3 separate regions of the Mus musculus genome follow, and all the other regions are linked to region 2. A link is a contact called in public Hi-C and HiCAR-type data. All regions are on one chromosome and are shown on one strand. Each heading gives the region's core, a stretch centred on a gene start, on an enhancer-like site or on the middle of the called end of the contact. The rest is flanking DNA. Distances are from core to core; before and after follow the strand shown. Region 1 holds the start of Ankrd10 (ankyrin repeat domain 10). Region 2 holds the start of 3930402G23Rik (RIKEN cDNA 3930402G23 gene). Region 3 holds the start of Myo16 (myosin XVI).

Region 1 (4,512 bases), core at 1,087-3,586, 710 kb after region 2:
CTCTCTCTCTCTCTCTCGGCCTTTAAAACTGAACAGAAACCAAGTATGCGAGATAAATAACTAACTATAATAAAAGAGTCACACCACGGCTGAGCTCACCCAGTAGGTGACTAACTCAAAGACTGGCAAGCGCAGACAAGATCCAGCCAGGTCCCACTGCGCTGGCAGCTGGCTATGAGTCCACCACATTCAACATGTGCCTACACTGGCCAGGAATTTCTTCGGTACTTACTTGTTCTCCAATTTTGGACTGTCTGTTTCTCTTCAACTGACCACAGGCAGTGAAGAAGCTGTGCTTGGTTGCAAGCAATTCCTGAGAACAAACAGCACCCCGAACCTCCTATCTGTCTCCCCAAGCAAGGTAAGCTTGTCCTTACAAAGGACTGGTCACTTCAATAAACACAGATTCTCTGAGTTTTTATTGATCGGCAGGCTGCAAAACTTGCACAGTCCACAGCAAACAGACATTAGGACAGTGTTAGAAAGTGATGGCTGGCCAGGCGGTGGTGGCGCACGCCTTTAATCCCAGCACTCAGGAGGCAGAGACCGGCGGATTTCTGAGTTCCAGGCCAGCCTGGTCTACAAAGTTAGTTCCAGGACAGCCATGGCTATACAGAGAAACCCTGTCTCGGAAAACCAAACCAAACCAAACCAAACCAAAAAGTAATCGCTGGTGAGATTTCCCAAGGGAAACATACAAGTACAAAGTGGCAGTAAGATGAACAGGTGTCAAGAGAAAAGCAGTTAGTTAACCTTTAACGTGGAGCCAGGATTTGAACCTGTTAGCTATGCCGTGTTCAACCTAGGAAACTGGCTTTGGAATTGTGGAGGGTCCTTTTAAATGGGGCATCTGGTAAAAGCAAGATAGTTAGCCTTCACAATGGCCAGTTTTCCGGGAATAAATAAGCCCCATAAATTACTGGGTAACCTGAGCATCACTGGTAGGTACAACCTAGGGAAACACGCTGGAAACCTACAGGAGGGAGAGCAGTAACACATGGCCCGGCTGGGGTGAAAGGCTCAGCCTTTTCGCCTCTAAGAGCTTTCCGTAATAGTTGGAACGGGTTAACAAGATGGTTCCGTATCTTAAGACCATCCAGGTTTCAGATAGGAAAGCTCAGAACTACAACGTCCTCGCCTCCGCTACAATACTGGTCTCCAAAGTCAAGTCTACAACTCGTTCTCCGTAGACGTGAAAATGCTCCTTTAGCTTTAGATCAAATTCTGGTAAACAGTACAGCGTGAATTTTGCCGCTTTATGGCGCAGAAGCACTTCTGTGTGCAGGTTAACTAAGGCGACCACGAGAAGGTGGATTCCCAGCGACTACCTGCACCCAACTGCATGCCACCTTTCAACACCAGGAGAACGGGGCCAATTAGCGCAGCTTACACAGGACGGTCCCGGTGGAGAGGGGGCCGATAGGCATGGCCGCGACCCCGCCGTCGGCCATAGCAGGTGCAGACTTGACACCCCCGGCTACGAGGGCAGCGCCCATCCCTCCGTGCCTTCAGGGGGCCCTGCACCCGGTTTCCATTAGACAGAAGCGCGAGGCCCCCAGTTTCCTCCTCGCCACGATTCCCGAAGCCCGGCGGCCTCCGCGCAAACGGCCTCAACTGCAGTCTGCCCGCCCCGCTCGGAAGAGCCACAAGTGTGCACATGCGCCCTGGATCCTTCGGGGGAGCCGGCGAGACGGACCCCATTTCCGCCCCGCCTCCCAACACTCCCCGCGCCCCCGGAGGTCCTGGGTCGCGCGCCGCCCGCCGCACATGCGCCTTGAAGCCCTCGAGGCGCCCGCGGCGTCTGAGCAGCTTCCGCGCCCCCCACCCCCCACCGTCCTGGGTCGCAGACCGCGCGGTACCGCACATGCGCCCTGGAACTCTCAGGGGTTGCGCTGCCGCTGCCGACCGCGCTCTCCAGACACCGTGGGGTGCGCTCTGACCCTAACAGCACACCACGCGGAAAATGGCGCCTTAAAGTGCCCGCGCCCACCTTGCCGAAGTGCGCAGCCCAGTGCACGGGCGTCCAGCCGTAGAAGGAGTCCTCAGCGGCCAGGTGAGCGCGCGGCGTGTGTGGCAGCAGCGAACAGAGCGCGACCAGGTCCCCGTCCCGGCAGGCGCGGTGCAGCGGGAAGCGGAGCGACAGCAGCTCCTCGCTGGAGAAGCCTGCCTCCACGGCCGCGCCCGCTCCCGCTGACATGATGGGTCGCTAGGAAGCACGCGACTGATCGGCCAGAGGAATGTGCCGGTGAAGGCCTGCGAAGCTGCCGCCACTCGAACACAAAGGACAGGCGAGCTGCTGCCGCGTCCCATCCGCATCCGAGCGCAGCGAGCACTGAGGGCGGGACCTGAGCCACGGGGCGGAGCCTGCGCCTTGAGAGGGTGGGGCCTAACAGTCCGCTGCCTCCGACCGCTGCTGACGCCCGTGGTGGGGCGAGGCCCGCGCCTGGATAGGGTGGGGCCTCCCGCAGGTGGTGCTGAGGCTGGCGCCTGGGATAGGGCGTGGCCTTGGCTGCAGGGCGGGGCCTTCTCAGGGTCTGCGCAGGAACGCCGCCTTAGGCGTCTGGTGGTGAAGTTAGGGGCTGGGAGGCGATCACCGCTTGAGGAGGCCGCTACTGATGCCAACGCTGAAGGTGTAGGGGTTGAGGGTGGGCCTGCACGTTAGTGTGGTTAGAGGGACGAGACTTGCCGGGCAGTGGTGGCGCACGCCTTTAATCCCAGCACTTGGGCGTCAAAGGCAGGTGGATTTCTGAGTTCAAGGCCAGCCTGGTCTACAGAGTCAGTTCCAGGACAGCCAGGGCTATACAGAGAAACCCTGTCACGAAAAACAAACAAACAAACAAACAAAACAAAACAAAAAAAGGAGGGGGGAGACTTGGCTGCGACTGAAGCCTGAGGAGGCCGCGCCTGAGACCTCGCCTGAAGCCGGAGGCCTACGACCCTGGCTGTAAACCTTGCCTGGGGCAAGGCCAAAGCCCAGGCCGGCCTCTCTGTGATTGGCAGCTGAAAGCCACGCCTTAACTAAAGGAGGAGAGTCTGGGATTTGGAGCGGAGCGGCGCTCTGGTCGATTCCTGGGGCGGCTGGGCGTGACCTGGCGCTGGTGGGTGTGACCTGGAGCGGTTGGAGCTCGGCCGCAGGTTCCTGCTGAGGACGATGCCTGAGGCGCTACTTCTAAATAGAGCTGCTGCTCTGCCAGGCACACTCGCGAGTGGGGACTCAGGACTCTGGCAGCCGGCCCTGGCCTGCTTCCGCGGTTGCCTGAGTTCCTCCAATTAGTGTTTATTGGGCGCCTGCGGAGCACAGCTCCTCATTAAAAACCCGAAAACAAGGGTGCAGCCAGTTAACTTCGGTATGCCTTAATTGGAATGGATGCCAGAGAGAATCGAGAGGCCCTGGCGTCTGTAACTGTAAAGCATGAGTCACGTGAGCAGGCTGGGCACATGGTGAAAGAAATTTTAGAAAAATTGACTACTAAATTCTCTTTCCAATGGTACAATGCTATGGTTGTAAAAAATTTGAAATTTTTCTTTTTTCTTTTTCTTTTTGTTCTAATTTTGGTTTTTCGAGACAGGGTTTCACTGTGTAGCCCAGCCTGGTCTACTCACTCTGTAGACCAGGCTGGCCTTGAACTCAGAAATCCTCCTGCTTCTGCTGGGATTAAAGGCGAGCACCACCACCTCCTGGCTATAAAATTTGAAAATCATACTGAGCCATTAAGGAGTAGACACTATTCATGGAAGTTTTACTTTTTTTTTTTTTTTTTTTTGGTTTTTTTCGAGACAGGGTTTCTCTGTATAGCCCTGGCTGTCCTGGAACTCACGTTGTAGACCAGGCTGGTCTCGAACTCAGAAATCCGCCTGCCTCTGCCTCCCAAGTGCTGGGATTAAAGGCGTGAGCCGCCACCACCGGCCAGCTTCTACTTTTTACTTAATGAAGTTTTACTTTTTCCCTTTTGCTATATATTTGTTCCTTGTGTATGTTTATCCTTGAGGAGGCTACATAGTAGAGATTAAAATTACTGTATTGCAGAAACTGGGGCCTGGGACTCATCATCCTCCTGCCTCATCCTCCCAGCTGCTGGGATTATAAATATGCCACCAGGCTACATACCTTACATTGCAACATTAAGTAGCATAAAACAAGTAATCAGAAACCAGACAATTGATAAAGGGGAATTGTTAACCGGGTGAACACACTACACAGCCATCCGTTCAAATAACAAACACTCCCTGTGAAGGTGATATTGAGAAATGTTCCAGTCTACATAGACAAGTGTGATGTTTAATTCACTGAGCAGTGACTAATGCGTGGGAAATATGAGACGTCATCTGTCTGTCTCTAGTTCATAATCGGTGAGGCAAGAGCACAGCGTAATAGTTTTGGTATTACTTGGGTGCTTGCACTGAATGGTGGGCTCTTGTGTTTCAAGCTTCTTTCACTGAGAAGTTGGTTTTGTTTGACATGCCATTGGCCTGTATGTGAGCGCATCCCCTTAAGCTCTGGAAAGAGGAGTC
Region 2 (4,053 bases), core at 525-3,024:
CCACATGGTGCCAGGAGGAGCCTCTGCCAACTATCAGAGGCTAGGCAGCACTTGGCAGCTGGAGTTTTTACTCAAAGGAGACAGCACAACCACAAGCATCTACCACTCCCACCACCAGGAGACTGACTTCCCATCCCAGGCTGCTCTGTGTTGTCTTCTCCACCCCAGCACACCTGACCCCCTCACACAGATCTGGGGGTGATGTGCTTAGCAAGTGGTAACTGACAATGAAGAGATAGTTCAATCCATGTCCAGGTTCCTGGATGTCTTGGTTCAGATTTCCCAGAGGCAAGCTCGGTGATTGTTCCTGGTTCTGTAGCAAGAAAGGCAACAACGGGTCTGAGAGCAGGGAACACAACACTAGGGAGTCTGCAAATTTCCTGCAAGCTTCATGGGGAAATGTAAGGCTACTGCAGCAAGGATCCTGTGCACCCTGCTCTCCTGACCCCGTGAGACATAAAGGCTGGGTATCCTGTGCTGAGGGCTCCACCCTCCCCTCCTGTATTCTATGCAGGCTCCTGAAGCCCTACATCTGGGGGAAAGTGAGGTCGTGTTAGTTCCTCTGAGACTCCCAAGGGTCTAACTGCAACGTGTGGTAGTACCTTTGCCACCCAGGGAATCCACTGGGACTCACAGGACAGGCTGACTCTGCCTGTCCTCCACTTGGCTCCATGATACTGTGCTTTGACTGAGCCCATGGGAGGCCTCACTGGGAGGTGGCACTGGCTTAGTATTGCTCCTGCTATGTCCAAGTAGAATCCTTGCCTCCGCCATAAATTGTCAGTGGCATGGAGCCATTGGCTACTCAGTTCAGTTCCTTGGGTGACAGGACTGCAGCTCTATAGAGGGAGAACATAGATGTGTTCTCTCAACAAATAGTTGAAGCTAAAGATGGAGTCTTCTCACACTGAGTCCAAGAACTCACAGCCACACGCATAATCAGCCTCTCACTGGAACTGCCCAAGACCCAGATGCTCCCAAACCCTCAACAGTGAGCTCAGAAACTCATGAGCCAAAGACATAACCTGACAAAGCAGACCTGTGGCAGACACACAGTCCAGAGTGCTAGCCAAGCACACTCAAGCAGCAGGAGAGTGAACTCCAGGTGCAGCATAAACGAATAAGGGGTACTCAACAAAGCCACAAAAGGGATTGTGATCTATAGTTAGGCATTGTTACGTCAGGGCTGGCATGATCAAGGCCACCATCTTCCGTTTGATCGTTTGTTGTTTGTACTTCTGATTTTAAAAATGAAGGTACAAAAATATTACGCAGTCACAAACACACTGGCACAGGAGGCAAGCATGAATCACCCATAAGGGATCGAATCCACGTACCTTCACGTCCATGGGTGTGAAGCATCCTGGTGTTGGCTGGAGTAGATGGAACTGTGGGTGACTTCATGAATGCAGGGTTTCCTCCTGGCCTGATAAAAGGAAAACGTTCTGAAACTGAATTGCGGTGTCAACTACACAGCTCTGTGAACAGTCTGAAAACAGTCATGCCGGGTCCCACCACATCGAATGATTTACGTCTTAACAAAGGTAACAAAACCTATAGAGGGGCATCGAAGCAAGGACTCCCACCTGGCTTCTTCGTCACACTGTGCTCATGACCTCTATTCAGCGTCACCAGTAAGCCATGATCTCTTCTGGGGCAAAGGCCCCTGGGATTTGGATGGATGCCCAGGACTACAATCAAATGTTCTGGGGGGACCTGGTTCGACTCATTTCCTGGCTCACTCACACATTCCCCTTTGAGGTCTTATCCCAATGAAACAGCTCGTTCCGGTGGAGCCAGAGACTTCCAGAAGGCAGGGCCAACTTGGTCAACATCTCGGCAGCTTGAATCCCGTTGGCCTGGAAACGGTGCAAGTTTATCTATTTTGTAACCAAGCCCCGGCTCAATGAAATGTACTTTCCGCTGAGCTCCTCTCAGGGGCTTTGCCTTTCTCTGTCTATAGGGGAGGGATCGTTGCCAGGGGGATCTGGCTCTGTGGACAAGCTGATTTCCCAACCTGGGTAAGCTGGCTTTGCGTCCCAGGGTGTGCACGTCGGTCCGAGCCCTGATGACGGCAGAGCCCTCGGCTCTCGTCCCAGATGTCCACCTCCGTAAACAGTGCGGAAAAGCCCAAGCATCTCCTTGTTGCTTGGAAACCTAGGACAGACCTAGGGGGAGACAGTTTGATGGCCTAGTGAGTACCACCCTGAGTCTGTGATGAAAGCCTAAAGGAAAGGGGGGTGCCAGTAGACAATGGAGCCTCAGCTCTCCCCAAGCTCAGGCAGTCCCCTGGGCTGTTCTCAAGGCATCCAAGCTGCCCTGACAAGAAGGAGACAAAGCACTTCCCAGGACAGTGGGAACCCTGCCAGAAACTTCCAGCTCCCCGACATTCCCAGCCTTGCCTCTTGGGTCCTTTAAGACCTGTGAACTCACTCTGAAAGACAACTTTGGATCCCCTGGAACTGGGCTTACAAGGAGCAGTGAACCACCTGATGTGGGTTCTGGGAACTGAACCCCGATCATCTGTAAGAATAGCATCGTGTGCTTAACCTTCTAGCCACTGAGACTTCTCTCTAGACCCATCTCGGTCACTACTTTTAAAATGAAACCATTTTAGAAGTGTAAGACATATTACACTTTCCAGGAGTGAAGGATTGGGAGGGGGGTGTGTGTGATAGGGCTTGGTGTTGTCAGAACACCGGATAAGTGAACCCACACAGGAAAGAGAACCAAATACGAGGTACAGGTACCCACAGTGTGGCCCCTTTGCACAACCTGTGTACTATCTGTGTGCCATGGCTTTCCAAACCCTCCCCCTTGGGAGAAACTTGGCACAGGGTCGATTCGTGTTGTTCCTACAACTGCATATGAATCCAGGTATGCAATGGCCTTACATGTTTTAACTCTATTTGTTTTGTAAACAAACATGTTATGCTTTATAACTGCAGTGCTGTGCTGGTGAACAGTACACTACGTTACGAATTTGGTGTCTTAAGGCATCAATTAGTCACAATCAAGACACTGAGTAAAGTTAGAAGGATCCATCAAAGAGATTGACCAAAGTCAAGAGCCAAACACCATCTCAGTGGGTGAGATGGGGGCTAAGGACAGAGGATCCACCCAGACATGTTTGACAAGTTGACACTAGGTACTCTGATTCTTAGGTGAAAGTTAAGATGGAGTCTCCACAAGATCTCCATCATTGAGGACAAGAGTCTGGTGCAGCCGATCAAGCTGGCTAGGGTAACCAAAGTGCTGGGCAGGACTAGTTCTCAGGGACAGTGCATGCAGGTACAAGTGGAATTTATGGATGACACCAGCCACTCTATCATCTGAAATGTCAAAAAGTCCTGTTCCAGAGGGTGATGTGCTCACCCTACTGCAGTCAGAAAGAGAAGCTCACAGATTGCCCTGACCTTGCTGCTGGGTCCTGGATCTCTACCACTTAGCCCATGGGATGACCCGAAACTGTTAAATAAAGAATTTGTGTTGAGAGAGAGAGAGAGTTAAGATGGATTCAGAGAGAGTTAAGCTATCTACTGTGGATTTATGAATGAATGAATGAATGAATGTGAGCTTTGCTATAAATATTCTGTCTCATTCTTCAATTAATTTCACCATCATCTCTAGAAGTGTTATAACGTAGGGCCAAGAAAAAAATAGTTTAGTCACATTCAATGACTCACACAAATGTCATGTATAAATTACATTTCAAATATATCCTTTTCCACCGTGCCCCTGACACTCACAACATAAAATATGAACTCTCCTCGTCTGTCAGAGTGTTCAAACAAGCCTTCCCTGACAGCTCCATCTAAGTTTCCACGTCCCAGGACAGCAGGAAACACCCCCCTTACCTGGCCTCACCTTACCTGGCCTTATCCTCTTGCTGCTCTGACCTATGCAGTTTCATCATTTAGAATCATCTGACCTGTCTTCCTAATCCAGGTTACATTGTTCTTGAGGACAGGGCCTTGGGGAGGCCCAGGAAGGCATGTCAACACACGATACTTGGAACATACCTGGAATTTAATAGACATCTGTTCATTGCGT
Region 3 (4,097 bases), core at 1,473-3,972, 770 kb before region 2:
CCTTTAGCTTTACCCTCTTTTAACTCCAAGCCACAGCAAATCAAGGCAGTATATTAATAATGTGAATATTGTAAGTGAATCCATGGGATAGAAAACTCCAGGAATGTATCTGCACATAGATAGCTGACTAGTGGGGTTTAGGTGTGAGATATCAGTGAAGAAGTGTCATCTTGTACAAGTCCGAGGTTTTTAAACAGACATGGGGGAAGTAAGACTTCAACCCACAGCAACTTGGGAGCAGAGATTTGACTGTGCACTTATGAGAGCAGATGTTGGATTTCCCACCATCTTAAGTGAGATTCTTCGATTTTTCTCTTAAACAGGTGCTTGTGCAAATAACTTTAATGTCTGTGTGATGTTTCATGGAGAATGAACACTTCCATTTAGCACATGACTTAATTTCTGTGTTCCATTGTCTGGTTATTTTGAGAAAGAGAGCTATAGGGAGGGTAGATTAAAAGTATGCTAAAAGGGGGAGGGGAAATTGTTCCCAGAGTTTCCTTTCTGTAAAATGAACAAATTTTCTTCTGTAAAAACAAAACCAACTAAACAAACAAAAAACCAAACAAGACCTTAATTGAGAACTTCATGGCAGTCATGTTCCTTGGGGTTTCCATAGAAAGTTATCTTCTTTTACTTCTGGGTACGGCTCTGTTTGTCTCAAGGGGTTGGCAAAGCCAGATAACGCATGCCTCTATGGTAGCAAAATAATTGCTATTTCAGAATGGAACGTGTGTATGTAAACATAGGGATCAACGGCAAACCAGCATTTATATCTCAGTTTAGAGAGGAAAATTACCTTTGGGAGCTGAGCCAATATTGACATTCTTAATAATACATTGCCCATACTCCTAGACAGTATAATCATTTTTAAAGCCCTTATCAGAGTGAGCTGTATGTTCCCAGCCTCCAGCTATTCAGGTGTGGAATGTGTTGGGAATGGTTGAAATGCAAGTGTGCGTGTTTAGCATGTTTGCTTTATATTGCACCCCTCTTTTTAAGGTTACCCTACGACTTCACTGCTAATACAAAAACTTAGATCTATATAAAAAAAAATTCAAACATATGTCAAGCACGTAGCCATGATCTAGAAATATATGCTGTTTGATATTAGGAAATACAAACTCTTGCCGTGAGTCGAATTATAGTTTAGTTCCCATTTGCCTTATGTCCACGCAGTTGTAAATGCTGGTGACCAAGGCTGACCTTTGCTGCACTAAATTCCCAAGTGTTTCCTCGTCTCTAGGAATCTCAGAGTACAATGGGAAGCTAGGATTTCAAATGCCACAAAACACCTCAAAAAAGTAGATGGTATCTCTCACACGGCATTTATATCTCTATCTTGCTAAGTGAAGAAGATTCTAGGAGAAGAAATAGATCGTGAAGTGCCTGTTTGAATTGTAATTTACAGTCATTCTTGCCAGGATACATTGTGATTGGTGATGTTGTTGGATTACTTTGTCAAATGGTTTTACAAGTTATCTTTAAATAACTAAACATCCAGTCTTTCTTTATATATTGAAAAAAATCTCCATATCAACACCCCATGAGCTTCATGTGGGGTATGCTCTGTGTGCATGGTGTGTGTGTGGGCACATGCATGAGCATGTGGAGCTAGAGGACAACTCCGGGTGTCTCCCCTGTCCACTTATTTACAATAAGGTCTCTTATTGTCCTGAGGCTTGTCATATTGGCTACTGTTGGTTGCAAGCCTCGTAGTAATTGTGTGTGTGTGTGGGGGGGGGGGGTTAAACTACACTTGACTTCTCACATGGATTCTAGGAGGTGGAATTTGAATTCAGGTTTCCTGCTTAGTGAACTTTTAAAGACAGACCTCCTCCTGCCCCCCGCCCCATAGTTTTAATGGTAATTCAACTGTTTAATTGAATCTATCTCCACATTCCTAGATCATCTTTTAAAAGACCCAACTCCGTTTCGAATAACACCTACATGCAAAGTGTAAAATGTGTACTAAGTCCAGTTATCTGCAGTTTCTCCGTTGTCATATGGGCTTGTGCTGTACTGTTTATCCGCATGTGTCCAAGAACTAGCCTGAGTTACACACTCATTTATCCATGTGCCCGTTGATACGGTGCTGGTCTCTGGGTGCATGTGCATGCACACACACACACACACACACACACACAGAGAGAGAGAGAGAGAGAGAGAGAGAGAGAGAGAGAGAGTCACACACACCATCCCAGAATTAACAGAACATTCTCCACTTTTGGTAAAATACAGACAAGCAAACTTTACAGAGCTGACACAAAACCAAATTTTAAGGGGGCAGGCACATCTTGTATTTTGTCACGGCAAATGAATGCATTACAGTCCTGGCATGCTTTCCTAATGTCCTGCGCCCAAACTCCCAATTTCAAGCCTATTAAGGCAGAATATCTAATGGCAGAGACATAGAAGACTGTACTGGCTTCTGTAGCTTTAAAATTGGTCACCCATTCTGTCTGGACAATTGCCACAGTTGCCAGGACTGCATGGCCTTTGTTCTGGTGGGATGTCCGAGGGGAGCCCCTGTGCAGTGCACATTGCCATCCGGTTCCCTGCGGTCTTACAGAAGTCTGGGCGGAAAAGTTTGAAGCGCTAGACCCTTTCTCACATCCTTGGAGAAGGGGAGGGGATAGGACCCCGAGGGAGGGTAGCAGAGCCAGCCTGGGAGGCGCGGTCTCCGCGAACGCGTGAGAGCGCGTGAGAAGGAGGGAGGGACGCGGGGCGCGGCGGGGAGGCGGGAGGGCGCCAGGACCAGGCGACCGCCCTGTTCTTGCGTGGAGACCCAAAGGAACCAGGAGGACCAGAAGGGACGGAACCCAGCTGTGGACTGTGTAGGGAGAGGGGCGGAGCTCGGACCGAGTGGCAGGGACGCGGCTGCGGCCCGAGGGGCGGGGGCTGCGAGCTGCCAACGGGTGGAGTCGGGGTCCCCATCGCGTCTCAGCGCAGCACATCTCCGCCAGTCTGCTCCGTGACCCGGCGTCCAGGAGCAGAGCAGAACCGCCGGGACCGTCCGTTGTTGGATCCCGGGGCACCGGGGATCGTTCTTCGTCAGGTAGGGTCGGCGGCAGGGTGTCTCATGTAGGGAACTTGGAGAATCCGAGGTTCCGGGTCCTGTAGCATGAAGGGACCACGCAGGGTCGCCAGCGCTTGTCCCAGCTGCTGTAGTGAGCGCTGGACAGGCATGGGGCGTGGGGCATGAGGAGTGGTGAAGCGGTTTCTAATTCCTTTCCAGCAAGGACCCTGCCACCTTTGGGATGTGGGAAAGGAGGCCAAGACCAGAATCTTTCTTAGAACTCTGGATTTAACCACAAGGAGGCAAATTTGGCAATTTGTAGAAAGAAACCTCTAGTTGCCATGGGAGATGTGGCGCTGTCACCTATGCAAAGGCTCCCGGGCGATGGGATGCACTTCTTCCTCTTCTCTGGGGATGGAAATGAGACTTGGGAGAACAAAGATGATGCTGGCAAGAGCTTGCCAGCTGGCGCCTCTTGCACATATCCCTCTGACCCTTGGCCTCAACCTCCCATTGTCTTAAGGCCAGGGACAAAGTGAGGGGCAGGTCAGGACTTACAGCTCTGTGCGTCCCAGGACCACAAAGGCTGCCTTTCCTTTCTTAAACACCTCGATAGGCAGAAGCCCTCCTTTTAACTAGTCTCTTGGACACCTTCAACATCTTCTGAAAGGAAATAGTGATTTTCAGAGACCTGGCCAGCTATCTGTGCCTTTTCCTCACTTGTGGCTCAGAATGGATTTGGGGTCAGTGTGTTAAGACTTTGTGTTCAACACTTGTCACCTGAAGGGACTATTGATCACTTTAGAAGCCATCAAAAAGCCAGGTCAAGCAAGACCTGGCTGTTCTGTGCTCGCCACAAAAAGGACGGTGTAAGGACCAGTCTTTACCCTCATGTATGTGCAAGGTGCGAGCGCGCGCGCGCGCGCGCGTGTGTGTGTGTGTGTGTGTGTGTGTGTGTACACAGGCACGCACGCACGCATGCATGCACGCACACATGCATGCACGTGTCATGTGTTTCTGAGACGCTTTAAGTAGGACTTTCTTTGAGAGTCATGGGAAGTCTCTGGTGTCCTGCCAG

Evidence for each region. A called contact is a pair of places that touch in the nucleus more often than the background predicts. HiCAR-type assays count read pairs that join an accessible place to other places.
Region 1: a Hi-C map of muscle stem cells shows a contact between it and region 2, with 4 times the contacts expected there. The contact joins the promoter of Ankrd10 here to the promoter of 3930402G23Rik in region 2.
Region 3: a contact with region 2 is called in a HiCAR-type map of astrocytes, with 2.2 times the contacts expected there. The contact joins the promoter of Myo16 here to the promoter of 3930402G23Rik in region 2.

What each region holds. Positions count from the first base shown.
Region 1 is chr8:11,633,421-11,637,932 of GRCm38.p6, forward strand. Ankrd10 (ankyrin repeat domain 10) reads right to left here and starts at 2,337. Exons shown (of 6, transcript NM_133971.3): 1 at 1,991-2,337. The coding sequence starts at 2,197. It overlaps Mir7238 (microRNA 7238), which reads right to left and starts at 2,316; the gene lies at 2,274-2,316.
Region 2 is chr8:10,926,683-10,930,735 of GRCm38.p6, forward strand. 3930402G23Rik (RIKEN cDNA 3930402G23 gene) reads right to left here and starts at 1,775. Exons shown (of 4, transcript NR_135302.1): 1 at 1,587-1,775; 2 at 1,338-1,426; 3 at 603-839; 4 at 1-313.
Region 3 is chr8:10,151,189-10,155,285 of GRCm38.p6, forward strand. It overlaps Myo16 (myosin XVI), which reads left to right and starts at 2,723. Exons shown (of 35, transcript NM_001319151.1): 1 at 2,723-3,058.